2 separate regions of the Mus musculus genome follow, and region 2 is linked to region 1. Evidence: chromatin contacts called from public promoter capture Hi-C data. All regions are on one chromosome and are shown on one strand. The core of a region is the stretch at or near the end of the contact, and the rest is flanking DNA. Distances in the headings are between cores, read along the strand shown. Region 1 holds the start of Itprid2 (ITPR interacting domain containing 2). Region 2 holds the start of Nckap1 (NCK-associated protein 1).

Region 1 (6,536 bases), core at 3,130-5,629:
TTACACCTTCACGGTATGTCAGGACCTCAAGCTATATTTTCCTCACACGGTGAATGCTTCTCCTTCACCTTGTCATCACCTGCACATTCTTGCTGTACTTGGAACGTGAGAATTTTGTCTTGCACAGGTGCAAAAATCCCAGGTGTGGTAATTTCAGTTAGCACAAGCAAAGAAATGCTACACTAAAGTTAACCTGGCTCGCTCACGATATATTTTCTTTCTATTGACATATCAGAGTCTGTATTTACTCCATCTTTATAATATCTAACTGGGCAATAAGAACATAAGGATGGCATTGTGAGGAGCTTCGGGAAACAAAGTTACTGAAAGCTACTTACTATTCTTTTATGACTTATGACAATATCTCCCCCTTTGGGCTTCTAGCTCACAATGGCATATTTTATAAACATGATCCTCACTAGTGCAATTCACACGACACTCTCAGCTAAAAGACGATGGGCGATTCTAACTTTTGAAGGAGGACAATGCTCTCTTACCCTTCGGCGTACCACTGCTTTGCTCATCCAGTGAGGCTCCCAGAGGGGTGCTGTAATCACAGGAACACAAAAGCCTCAGTCTCCTGAACACCCATCTGCAGAACTGTCCCTGGGTAGCCTCACTTGAGAATTATAGCTAAGCAAGCATCTTAATCAACTCAGCACTCCTCCCCAAACACCAGGAATGTGAGCGGCTTACATAAGTAATGTCCTTCTAACCCAGCAAATACCTGCTGTCAGGTCAGTTTACCAGCAATAACCTAATCACAGGTCTGCTCTGAGGCAATTAAGAGCTGGGATGGCCTTAGCATATGAAATGAATTGTTATTTTCTTTGCAAAATTAGAAGGGAGGGGGAGAGAAAGAGACAGAGACGGACAGACAGAGACAGAAAGAGAGAAGGCTAAAGAAACACTCAGTCCCTCCTACCAAAACAAGCCAACAAGAACAACAACAAAAATATAAAACCAAGATTAGAAGAAAGCGCCTTTTCAGTGGTAAGTAACTTCACTTAGTAAAACAAACCGGTTACAGGCGTCAGGAAGAGTTCTTAACTCTTGCCTGCCAGTGGAGCTGGCAGCTCAGAGCACAACCTAGGCAGCCTCGCCACCTCCACAGCCGCCTTTCCTCACAAACACAGGGAAGCCTGAGCATCTCTGTAACGTTTTAAACTCTAACAAGTACACATTCTCCTCCCGTAGCTTTGCAAAGTCCTCAGCTCCCCTTGGAATCGGAGTCAGGGATCAGCCAATACTGACTTTTCTCTCCCTCAAGTTTGTAGTTCAAACACGAATGTCTCCCAAGTTGTTTTCAAACACAAAGATATCTTTACTTTTCCCAGTTTTGTGACTTGCATCACAGAAATATTCTTGTATTCTGAAGGGTCTAGTCTGTGATACAGGCTTCAGTTTCTCAGTAACAGTTCTAATGATTTGCATTAGAAGTGGGGTGCATTCAGCTTCAACTACGCTGCTCAATGCCAATTACAAACGCAAGCAAATCCCTAAGCAAGGTGGTCCTGTGAAATTCAGTGCTTTTGAGACTGGAGTTGAAGAAGAATCACCAGCAAGTACCATATGGGCCCTGACAGAACTTCAATTTTAGGGTTTTGCAAACATTTCACATTTGTATCATTAAAAATCTTTTTTTCCCTCCTGGTAGCTCTTTCCTTAGTTGGGCCCAAACACTACAGTGGCCTGTGTCCACAGCTGCCCATGCTATTCTTCACTGACAGAAAATGGCAAGTAGGCAGAACGTAACTGGACTTCTTCAAAAGCAGTTCTCTACTTCTGGACACCTCCCTCCAAATCCCACCAGAATCTTCTACTGCTTCTTAGACATTGTGTCAAGTCATTTGGTTAGTAAATAAATCAATATAGTTATCAGAATAAAGACTCCACTGGAAAAGAAAAAACATGACATCTTTACCCTGAATATGGATAGCAATGAGGAAACAGTATTGCAGAATTTACCAAGGAAGGAAAATGTCTTTCAGATCATCTATCTGCATACAATATACAAATTATGTTAATGATCATCTCAGGTACACACAAAAACTACTTGTACATTGAATAGGGGTAAGTACATGAACAAGAAAGAAATCTACGACAGGTTTCCTTAGATAATTATATAATCTGTGCACATTAAGTTTAGCAATGATACTTCTGGAATTTTCTGGACCAGTCCTGAGTCCTGGTCAGTGTTAGCATTAGACTACTTCATTTATCTAAAAACTGTTTTTATTTTCCATCTCCTTGATATGATTTCTTCTACAATCTCAATTCCTATATATCATTTTTGAAATGTGATTTTTCTCTTGTTCTTACATTTGAAAAAGAAAAATCCTTCGACTATCCCCTTGAGATAAAAACGCTAGAAATTTTAAGACCTGTTTTCAGTGTAAGCCAATAACATATTAAGGAGTGGATTTTAAATGAGACCAAGATGTAAACTTTAAAGTCCTGAATAAACGCAAGGACAGACTACTCCGTTCCCTCCTTGATGTGGAAACGTCAGAGATGCTGCTTTGTAAGTTCTCTCCTAGAAAGTTCTGAAGATGTACATTTAAAAATCTCAGCCTTCTAATCTAACACTGTTTGATGGCGAGCCCCTGGCACACAGTATAGTACTGTGCTTTGTAAAGGCCATATTCTTGTCATCTGAAAATCAAGGGGTTAAAAGAGGCTGATGGTTAACCTAAAGATGTCTTGAAGCAATGTATTTGCCTCTGTGCATCTTTAAAAGGAATGCCTATACATCCCATAATATTTCAGACGAGTCTATGATGCCTAAGTAAAATTCTGCAGCTAACAATCAGTATGGCTCCAGTTATGAACTAAGACAGAGACAGCTATTGGTCTTTACAGGGAAAAAAAAAAAAAATAATTCCATATGTGAGTAGCTTTCAAAAAGAAACAGAAAAAAAAAAAAAAACCAACAACCAAATAATCCCTAGGATAAACATAATTTGCGAAAACAATAATATGCCCAGAAGCAAATGCCAACCAAAGTTTAAAAGTTATAGTCTTCACACACAAGGTTTTTCAAAGAGCAAATAAACTGGGGGAAAAAATAGAAGTAAAACACATTTTACTTTAGTCAAATTTACTTGTAATAAAACCCATCTCCTCTGTATTTTATCAAACATTTTTGTGCAGGTTGCCAAAGTATGTAACTAAACAGACTCATAAAGTATGAATGCCTTCAAAGCTCCATTTCCTTCTGCGAATTCCAATGCCATCTGACAAAACCCTGTCCCAGGACTTAAACTCCAAGGAGCAAGTTGGCTAGTTTTAATAGGTCCCCAGAGAGACCTAAGGCACACAACACAAATTAAACCCCAGTTAGTGTAGCTAAGTAAATTAAACTCGTCTATAACACGTTTGAAAGGAAAATGATTCTATGCCAGATATGCAGATGCCAAAATAAAGAAAAATAAAAGGTTCTGTGAAACATCAAAATTATTTCAAGAGAAAGCACGACCAGCCAAAGTAGCATCACTGTGACCTGTTTTAGTTTCTGATCTGCTGCTGACATCATGCCCGGACTGCTGAAGTCGTCAACTCGGTCACCAAATAATCAGCGGCCACAGCACTTCCAGTTCTAATCGCTTCTAGAAGGAAGCTATCGGCCGGCTCACTTTCCGGTTCCTAGCTTACAGTGACCACGGGACCCAGAGACGAAGTCGAACCCCCTCGCTTCTCCCCCAGGCAACCCCCGCTTTACTTACCGGCAGTCTTTGAGCCATATCGCGATCTTCTCGTTGGGCACGTTTCCTGCGGGAGTAGAGCGAAGGGACAGCTCGTTAAAGACCCCAAACATAAGTACTCAGAGGCTGTGCCATCCTGACACTCCCTTGCAGGAGAATCTGCCCTGGCAACCCGTAGCCTCCGAGAGCCTTCCCGGCGCCCGACCCAGGGGAGCCAGCCGGCAGCCAGGTGCACATGCTGGAGCTGAAGCGCGGGTCACGCGCGCATTTAAAGTTCGGGGGCGTCCGGTCCCCGCGCCCGGTGGCACGGAGCACGCCACCTCCCTGATCGCACGTCCCTGTCCCGCGCACCGACCTCGCCCCGCGGGTGCCGGCAGCTTCGTGCCTGGGAGGTCCTCCTCGTCGTCCTCGTCCTCGTCCTGCGTCGTCGTCTCTGTGGACAGATCCTCGGTCTCCGACGCCTGCCAGGAGCTGCGGCACTTGGCCCAGGCCTTCCTCCTGCGACTCGCCACTTGCCACTCCAGTTCCTCCTCCGCCTCCGCCGACAGGGGTCGGTTCATGGCCGCGCCGGGGGCTCCGCGGGCCCAGCCCGAGCCTGCGCGGGACACAGCGGCGGCTGCGGGGACCCCCGCCGCTGCTGTCAGCGCCCAGCCGGGCAGGGGGCCCGGGGGAGCCAGAGCGGGCGCCGCAGGAGGAGGGGACAGGGAGGGGGGGAGGGAAGGAAGGGAGGGAGGGGCGGAGGGCCGGCGCTTCACGTGAACCCGGCCTGGCGGGGCGCAGGAGCGCGAGTGGCTCCGGCAAGCCGGGTAGGCGCCGAGCGCCCGCCCGGCCCGGTCCCGCCTACTCTAAGACCCCGCCCTGCCCCCTTTCTAGCCACGCCCCCGCTAATGCACAGTCCAGCCTCTCGCAGCTGTGCGCCACGCCCACGACGGAGGCCACGCCCTCTTCCGGTGGCGGTCTTGCCGGGAGGTGAGGACGAGAGTTGGGGCGGGGCACGTCCTGACGGGCTAGGAGCCGAACCGCCCCTTCGCGGTGGCCTCAGGAAAGAGCCAGATTTGTTTGTTTGTTTGCTTTACAGCTTTTCCTTCTCTCAACTCCTCTCTCGTCCAGAAATAGAGGTAAAGTGCCAAGGCCAAGTCTCATAAAACGCCCCCGCGTGCAAACAAGTGACTGGGCTGCTGAGACTTAATCAGTGTAGGATGCCTACAGGATTGGGCAAGGATGAAAGAGACGTGAGATTGTACTGTCAGCTTGTCAAAGCTTACCTTGGTGTTGCTCGCACATTTTGAGAAACCTGTGTGTCCTGGTTATGTGAGGTATGAAAATCCAGTGAGAAAAAAGTGGGTATGTCACATTGAAGCTGCAGACAAAAAAAAAAAAAAAAGGAAGTGAAGAAAGCGACCTGGGAGTATAAAGAAAGCTAACTGCTTGGATTTGGGACTTAGAAGATGTAACAAGAAGCAGGTCATGCCAAGCTTCTGAAACAATTCTTAAATCCCAGCTTCCTCCGTCCCCTTTATCATACTTGTATTTCCTATGAGGAAAAAAAGATTAAAATTCTATCCAGATTGAGACAAAGTGTTACATATCAAACAGTGAATGTCCTAAACCATCTACAGACAATATAGAAAGCTTCCAACATTTTATTGAACTCTGCAAGCAAAGTGAGAATAGTTTTTTGCTTTGGTCTATTTTTATGCTTTTTCTTGACTAAAAAGGACATTTTTACATAAATAATATTTTAAGGAAGAAATTTTCCACTTGAAATAGATATTTGCAGTTCATAAAAGTCCAAGTTAAGTGTGCATTCATAAATGAAGGAAATAGTTTTTGGAACACAGAATGTAGTGTCCTTGAGATGAGATGGAACCTAGTTTCTTGTGCAGGCCTTTGCACATAATCTATTCATCTTTAAAGTAGCACAGGGACCTTCCTGTCTTTGGTCCTTACTTCTTTCTAGCATGGTCCATATGTTTGATAGTTCCCAATATATCATTAATCATTGATAGAAACAACAACTCCTGATGGTTTATCAATATCCCCAAGACCAATTCCAAAATCCAAGCTGGCTTCCCGGAGCCATCCCAGCATTATCATGGCCCTCCTGCACTTACAGTGAACTGTAAGGGGAGCTACAAGGATGGTACCAGCAACTCAGTGACTTGACCTTTCACTGGTAAGGGATCATTTAGTTATTAATATGTCTTAGACTTTCAGGAGCTCTATATTAAGGATGAAGGTACCTCTTTCATATCCTTCCAATGCAGCTGCCTGTGGAATATGAGACAGATGAAAAGAAAGTGCCTAAAGAAGTGTTGGTGTGGTTGGTCAAAGGCTGTAGAGGACACTGGCTCCAGTAGTTTTATCCAGGGCCCTGTTGGATTCTGTCCCATCCATTTGCTGTCTCCAACTTCCACTCTGACACATCCATGTGCTGTGGCTGGTTCTCTGTCCTTGCTTTTTAAATCATTCCTGTTCTGTCTACTGCCTGCATGAACCAGCTGATCCGGGATGTCTTCACTCTGTGGCTCCCCCAGTCATGATCACATCCTATTTACAGTTCCTTGATGTACAACAGAATGTACACGCTGTTCATTGAGGGGAATGGATTAAGCAGTAAATAATATGATCAGATCCAGACAATATGTTTAGTTTACCAGCCACTTTGTAAACATGAGAGATTATGGACCATATTTTCATATCTTTCATGTATCCACAATACAATGCTGAGTCTACATAGAATACTGCCTACTCTTGAGGCAAGATGTCCGTTGCTATTGTTCTTCTTTAAATGAGACAAACTCGGGTTTTGTCTGCTTTGCGTTTTTTCTC
Region 2 (7,336 bases), core at 3,878-6,377, 950 kb before region 1:
TTCAGCAGTTAAAAAAATATTTACGTAATAGTTTCCTTATTAACTTATAGTACAGTGCTTGCTTAGCATTCATTAGGGCCTCCAGCATTGTAAAGGAAAGAAAAGCAAACAGGAGGAATGGAATAAGAGAAGCGAGGTAAAAGAGAGTGTGAAGATAAGATTCTATAACATCTCAAATGCTTCCTCTTGAGCTAGATAGTACACTTATTAAAACATGACACATAGTGGAAGAATAACTAATAAACATTAATCTAATTTCTAGTCCTTATTTTATTCTTTCTTAATGGAGATTATAATGTTAGTCGAAGAAACTATTATTATTAAAGTTAAGTTTTGCTGTAGTAAACCCATCTCTCATAAGAGGCCTCAAACTCATGACATCTTTAATTATTGCTACACACACACACACACACACACACACACACACACACACACACACTTGCATGTATAAATTCAGTCTATTGAGCTGCTGCCTGTATGCATGTTTGCTTAGGGCCGAGCATTTGGAATTAAACACTCCACTAGTGAACTCATCCTTGGAGGAGACTGAGCCTTCCTCTCCCAGCAGCCATTAAATAATTGACTACAGCTCTTCATCTAGGGATAGGGCCTTGTGAGGTTCCCCCGGCCCACAGTGGCATGTCAGTTGGTGTTGTCATTGTGTGAGTCTTGTTTAGGGACCATATTATTGAGACTTCATGGGTTCAGCTTGCCAGTCATATACAGAAAAAACAATCTCGAAGCAGAGGTTCTGGCCCTTGGTTCTGATAACCTTCCTACCCCTTCCTTCACAATGGTGCGTGAGCTTTAGCTGTAGAGGTTGTGGTACAGATACATCAGTTGGGTTGGGCAGCCCACAGCCACTGATTCTCTGCATTTTGACAAGTGGATGAATCCCTGTAACAGTTTCCATCTGCTGTAAAGAGAAGCCTCTTTCATGAGAAGCTAGAGTTACTTATCTATGGGCATACATAGTAGCATTTAGAATGCAGCTAGGAATTATATTGCTTTAGAAAACATGCAGTAGTAGTTCTTCTCTAGGGTCTATGACCAACCACAGTTAGCTAAGTTTCCAGTACCAGGCATGGCTTCCATTCTATTGAGTGAACCTTAAGTCCAGTTAGAGAGTTGTTATTCCCAATACATAAGTGCCACCATTGCACCCTTGCGGATTTCTTGCCAGAGTGGTTATTTTTCTGCTTGGTAGACTTACATCTGGGTAGGACAACTGATTTTTTTTCCTCTCTTGGCAGCTTGTGTAACACCTTCCCATATTATGAAGGCCAATCTTCAGGTAGGAGGCTTTCAGATCAGTTCCAGCTCAATTCTTCCAAGTCCTATGTGTGAAGTGTGTAGTGTCTTCAGCTATAAAGTCTTGCCTTTTACTTTTGCTCTGTTTAGAGGCAACCAAGGACAATGGCTATCGCCTATATCATTTGGGATATCTAATTCTCTTGACTAAGTGAAAAGAACTTTTTAAAAACTACGAGCGTGTGTGTGTGTGTGTGTGTGTGTGTGTGTGTGTGTGTGTGTGTGTGTGTTGGGTGATGTTTTTGTGCACTGTGTATTCATCCACATGCTGATTTCTGTACCTAGAGATAGCAGTTAGCAGTCTGGACCTCCAGATTGTCATTTTTATGAAGCATTTCCTGACTATTTTATAAGCCTATAGCTGGGCAGAAAAGGAAAGGAAGGGACTTCCAAGGCCAGAGTCAAGGAGAGGGTCTTACTGTGAAGACATGTGTCTACCATGACTAAAGCAGCTCATAAAAAAGAAAGCATTTAATTGGGGGCTCGCTGACAGTTTCAGAGGATTAATCCGATATCACCATGGAAGAAAGCATGACAGCAGGAAGCCTGGCATGTTGGTGCTAAAGAATACATCCTGATTCAAAGGCAGAGAGAGATTCTAGGCTTGGTATGGGCTGGCCTACAGAGTGAGTTCCAGGACAGCCAGGGCTACATAAAGAATCCCTATTTTATGAGGATAGGGGGAAGAAAATAGGCTGAGCAAACCACGAGGAGCAAGCAAGGAAGCACCACTCCTCCATGGTCTCTGTGTCAGCTACTACCTCCAGGTTCCTGCCCTCCTTGAGTTCTTGTCTTGACTTTGATGATGAACTGTGATGTGGAAGTATAAATCCAATAAACTCTTTCCTCCCCAAGTTACTTTGGTTATGGTGTTTTATCATAGCAATAGTAACTGTGGTGGTCTGAATAAGAACGGCCCCGTACAGGTTCATATATTTGAATGTTTAGTCACCAGGGAGTAGCACTATTTGAAAGAATTAGAAGGATTAGGAGGTGTGGCCTTCTTGGAAGAACTGTGTCACTGTGGGTGGGCTTTTGAGGTTTTAAAAGCCCATACCAAGCCTAGAATCTCTCTTTGCCTTTGAATCAGGATGTAGTCTTTAGCACCAACATGCCAGGCTTCCTGCTGTCATGCTTTCTTCCATGGTGATAACAGATTAAGCCTCTGAAACTGTCAGCGAGCCCCCAATTAAATGCTTTCTTTTTTATGAGCTGCTTTAGTCATGGTAGACACATGTCTTCACAGTAATAGGACAGTGACTATGACAATAACCCCAACAAACACATTATCTACAGATTTCTTCTCTTGGCTACTCTAAGGTATAAACAGTTGCAACTATTCAAGTTCATATGGAAGCCAGGCATGCTCTACATGCCTATAATCTCAGCAGGAGAGGAGAACTGTGGTGGTTTGAATGCAAAAGATCCCCATAGGCTCAGGTTCGAACACTTGATTCCCAGCTGGTAGAACTGTTTGGGAAGGATTAGGAACTGTGGCCTTGTTGGAAGAAGTATGGATGGGCTTTGAGGTTTCAAAAGCACATGGCATGCCTAGTTAGGTTTCTGCTTCATACTTGGAGATCAAGTTGTAAGCTCTCAGTTATTGCTCCAGCACCAGGCCTGCCTACCTGCTGCCACCACATCCCTCACAATGGTCATGGACTCTAATGCTCTGAATATGAGTTCTCAATTAAATAAGTTATTTCATATGTTGCCTTGGTTATAGTATTTTAATCACACTATTAAAGTAGCTAAAACAACAACTAAGCCTTCAAGGCCAGCCTGAGTTATAGAGTGAGATGGCATTATAAAAGACAACAAAACAAAACAACATCCTCTTCTACCTCAAACTACAAAGAAACAAAAGTTCTGTAAGAGTTGTTTTACATCTGACAGCCTATTCTGGCCTCTGGGTACACCAGACTTGAGCACAGTGCATTTATTCATGGAGGTCAAAATACACATAAAATAAAATAAAATAAAATCTTTAAAAAATGCTGTTGTCCGCCGTCTTGATAGAAATGATCCCGGTTTCCTAAAGACACACACACCGCTCGTTCCACCCAGCACATGTACATTTTCTTACCTGGCTGTCCCCAATCCCTCACAGCAGCGTTTCCTTCTCAGTGTCCTCTTAATTGTCTCAGACTTCAGCCCCCAGCCTCCGGTAAACTTAAATGCTAACTACCAGCTTATCAAGAAACCAAGTAAGTTAAATGCCTCAATTAGTCAATAACAGAACAAATAGCTCAATAGAGCTCAATAGAGCTAAATAGATGGTCTTTGAGATGAAAAGAGAGAGACGTGAACGGAGGGGGGGGTGGAGGTAGAGAAAGAATATACATTCAAGGTATGTAGCTCTATGTAGACTGCACACCGACAGATAAATGTTAAGATGTTTTTGGCAGGACTAGAACTTTTTTTGTTTTGAGACAGGATTTTTCTGTGTACCTCTGGCTGCCCACCTCTGCCCCCTGAGTGTCAGAAGTCTTTAGAGACAGAGTTTCTCTGTATAGTCCTGGCCTACCTCTGCCTCCCAAGTGCTGAGAAGAAAGGCATGTGCCACCATGCCCAGCCTTCACCAGGAGTATTAAACAGCCCTTAAGGAATTCTGTATACTCTCTGGTAGAGTTCTGGAAGACTAGGCGCTACAGTAGCTTTTTAAAATGTCTTAGAAACAATTTGTTACATTTCACTACAAAGTTGCTTTGGTGAATCCATTTTTTTTTTTTTTTTTTTTTTTGGTTTTTCAATACTGGTTTCTCTGTATAGTCCTGGCTGTCCTGGAACTCACTCTGTAGACCAGGCTGGCCTCGAACTCAGAAATCTGTCTGTCTCTGCCTCCCAAGTGCTGGGATTAAAGGTGTGCAACACCACTGTCCGCCTGTGAATCCATTTTCTTACTAACTTCAGAATGCCTTGTTATAGAAGGTGGTGGGTTGATTGATTTAAATTCATGAATACGATACACAATTAGACTATATTAGGTAAAGCCCCAAATATCCCAAGTCCCCTGGAGTGCAAGTTTTCATTGTAGTCATTCACATGGAGACACAATTTGTTCCAGTTTGAAACCCTGTGTGATGAGGAGTGGACACGGAGTGAGATGATGACAAACAATATTTGGTTGGTGATGGGGTGGAAAAGTAGAATTCCAGAAACGATTGGGATTTATGGTGGAGGCTGGGAGCGAACCCTCTTACTCGGAACAAAATTTGTTTTGTTTTTTATTTTGCTTTTTTATTTTGCTTACCACATGCCAGAGCCTATTCGTGTCTCCTCCGGATGGGTGCTGGTCCATGATAAGTCCCTTCATAATAATCTAAGGAACTCGAGCTGCCCTTACTTCCGACCTCCTTCCTCCGAAGCCAGCTGGAGGCGGGAGCGAGCACCGGGAGGTGGCGAGGCGCTGCCCGCCGTGCGGAGCACACATCTGCCGCGTTCTCCCTGGAGCGTCTGTCAAGGCGTGGGAGGAAAACAAGCTCGGAGCCGCCAGGCTCCTCTCGGGGCCAAAGTCTCCCGAAACACACCGTCCCCGTCCCCACGGCGGTGCGGGCCCTGGGGCGTGGGGAGCGGGGACAACTTCGGGGGAAGTCCAGGACCGCGGCTTGGGGGTCCCCGGAGCGGAGGAGGCGGGGCGGGGCGCTCCGGACCCCGGGCTCCGGCCGCAGTTCTCCCGGCGGCCTCGCGGGGGCGCCGGCGCGGCCGATCAGGTGACCGAGCGCCGGTCCCGGCTGCGGGAAGCCGACTCGTTCTCAGCCGCCGCCGCCGCCGCCACACCTAGCGGAGGAGCCGGGAAAGGCGGCCCGGGAGTGGGGGGTGTACTGGGGCGGAGAGCGCCGCGGGTGGAGGCGGAAGGGCGGCGGGCGGAAGCGAGCGCCGCGGCTGCTGTGTCACGGCGCGGGTGGGCGCACGGCATGGGCGCGCCGCGCTGAGGCGGAGGTCGCGGGCGGGCAGGCGGGCGGGCCTGAGGGAGGCGGCGAGCCGGGGAGTAGCGCGCCCGGCGGCGGTGGCGGCGGCGGCGGCCGCACCATGTCGCGCTCCGTGCTGCAGCCCAGTCAGCAGAAGCTGGCGGAGAAGCTCACCATCCTCAACGACCGGGGCGTCGGCATGCTCACGCGCCTCTACAACATCAAGAAGGTGCGCACGGGCCGGCGAGGCCGGGCGGGGTGCGGCGGGGGAAAAGGCCGCGGGCGCCAGCTCGGCCTGCTCGCGCGGGGCCTCCGGGATGCGCCGCGGCCTAGAGTGAGCCGCGGGGCGGGCAGGCGGGAGCCATTTCCCGGCTCCCGGCGGCGGGAACCGGCCGGGCCGCGCATGGCCGCCGCGGCGCTCTGGTTTGCGGGGAGGAAAGGAGGGCGCGCGGCCTTCCCGGGCTGCGGCGAACGGGCCCGGGGTTCTTGGCTTGCGAGTGTGGGAATGCGGCGATCGACCCTCTGGTCCCCACTTGGCCACTTGATTTTTCGTTCCCTGAATCAAGCCCCTCACCCCCACGACAGCGTGTTGACGTTTGGGATAATTTCATTTTGAAGATGGACCGGAGGGGGAAGTGAGGGTGGAACCGGTTTTCGTCTGAAATACTTGTAGGCTGTGAGTCACTAGAACAGGAATAACCACCTTTACTCCCTACTCCTCCTCATTTTAGTTTTCCCAACCCTATCTGATTAGCACCAAAGCACCATTCCTTAAAGTACAATGGCTGTATAAAATAAAGACCGAGTGTGCTCCCGTTGCTATCTCCTTCGCAACATAGTACGAGGATTTGAGCAACTAGACAGTGGACCCATTGAAAATCTGAGTGTCTTCAGATTAGGGAGTGGAAGGCTGTATCGAAGTGAAGAAAAGTAGATCTAAAGGTGGAAAAGGATTGCCATTAATTTACCTTAGAGGGAAACAACCTCAAATCCATTTATTTTAAGCCTCACTGAATTTGGTAAAGAGAAAAAGTTTCCTTTTGGTACACTTTATACCAGTCCATCCTTGCGGGGTTCTGTGTATCTGTGTCTTTTCTTTAATAATCTTGTTTATAAAATTATATATGTGTGTGTGTGTGTGTGTGTATCTATCTATCTATCTATATATCGTGAAATATACTTTTGACCATATCAAAAGGATATAGGTTGCTTGTGAGTATCCTGAAGATTCTTTTTAAAATTTAGAATCAAAGCATTCCAGTATAAACTTGTTTTATTCAGTTTATACAGTTAGCTTTTGACACTGCAATTCTGAAGCACACTCTCTAAATGAATAATAGTAAACGTTGGGAATGGGATAGCTGTGTTGTTCTGGTTACTCACTTGGCTTTAATGATTGTCTCTACACCCAGCACAGTTTGGAGCTAGGAAGAACCCATTGCGTTTGTGCCATGACCATGACATCCACCCCTTGATCGTAACTTCATGGGGGTTGGAAGAATTAAGCTTGTATACGTTGCAGTGATGAGAGCCTTTGAATTTCACTGCTTAAGAAATTTGGAAATTAAGTTCTATATGCGAAACCCCAGCAAGTCAAATGTTCCTAAAAGCTACCAGACCTGTGGTTTTGTGGTTAGAGGAAATGGTTATGATGGTTTCTAGAAGAGGAAGTGAGAGTAACCTTAAAAGTGATTTGAGTATTTGAGTAAAATACTGTCTTTAATTTGGCCAAGTCACTAAACATTTTTATAGTATAAGTATAAACAAACTTTGATACTTTAATTCCATGGGTAATAGTAAGTGGAATTCTAAGCATTTAAACTTCGGATTCCAGATCGCTGCCTTTTCTCAGTGTTTCTCACTTCCTGTTTTGAGAAACTTCATTCAGGCTCTTGTGTTGACTAGAATGGAAAATGCGTGAATGTGATTGACCTAATTGCCAAGCATTTGAGTTACAGAAATGCTGTATATTTCAGCACGTACATATTTTTTATAGCTTTTTGAAATATTTTTTGCCTCCTTGGCTTCTGGGTTCCTTATGGGAAGAGTAATATTGAGGGCATTATCTAGCTCACAAGGCTTTGATCAGAGCTGGCTGAAATTGACAGTGTTCA

The links. Promoter capture Hi-C pulls out the DNA fragments that hold promoters and counts their contacts.
Region 2: a promoter capture Hi-C map of pre-B cells shows a contact between it and region 1. The contact joins the promoter of Nckap1 here to the promoter of Itprid2 in region 1. A contact is called at or near these places in 3 of 39 promoter capture datasets (liver and pre-B cells).

What each region holds. Positions count from the first base shown.
Region 1 is chr2:79,633,268-79,639,803 of GRCm38.p6, reverse strand. It overlaps Itprid2 (ITPR interacting domain containing 2), which reads right to left and starts at 4,379. Exons shown (of 18, transcript NM_080558.4): 1 at 4,060-4,379; 2 at 3,726-3,771; 3 at 498-547. The coding sequence starts at 4,264. It overlaps Gm46751 (a long non-coding RNA gene), which reads left to right and starts at 4,742. Exons shown (of 2, transcript XR_001783386.2): 1 at 4,742-4,822.
Region 2 is chr2:80,578,973-80,586,308 of GRCm38.p6, reverse strand. Nckap1 (NCK-associated protein 1) reads left to right here and starts at 5,127. Exons shown (of 31, transcript NM_016965.3): 1 at 5,127-5,451. The coding sequence starts at 5,344. It also overlaps the pseudogene Gm13688.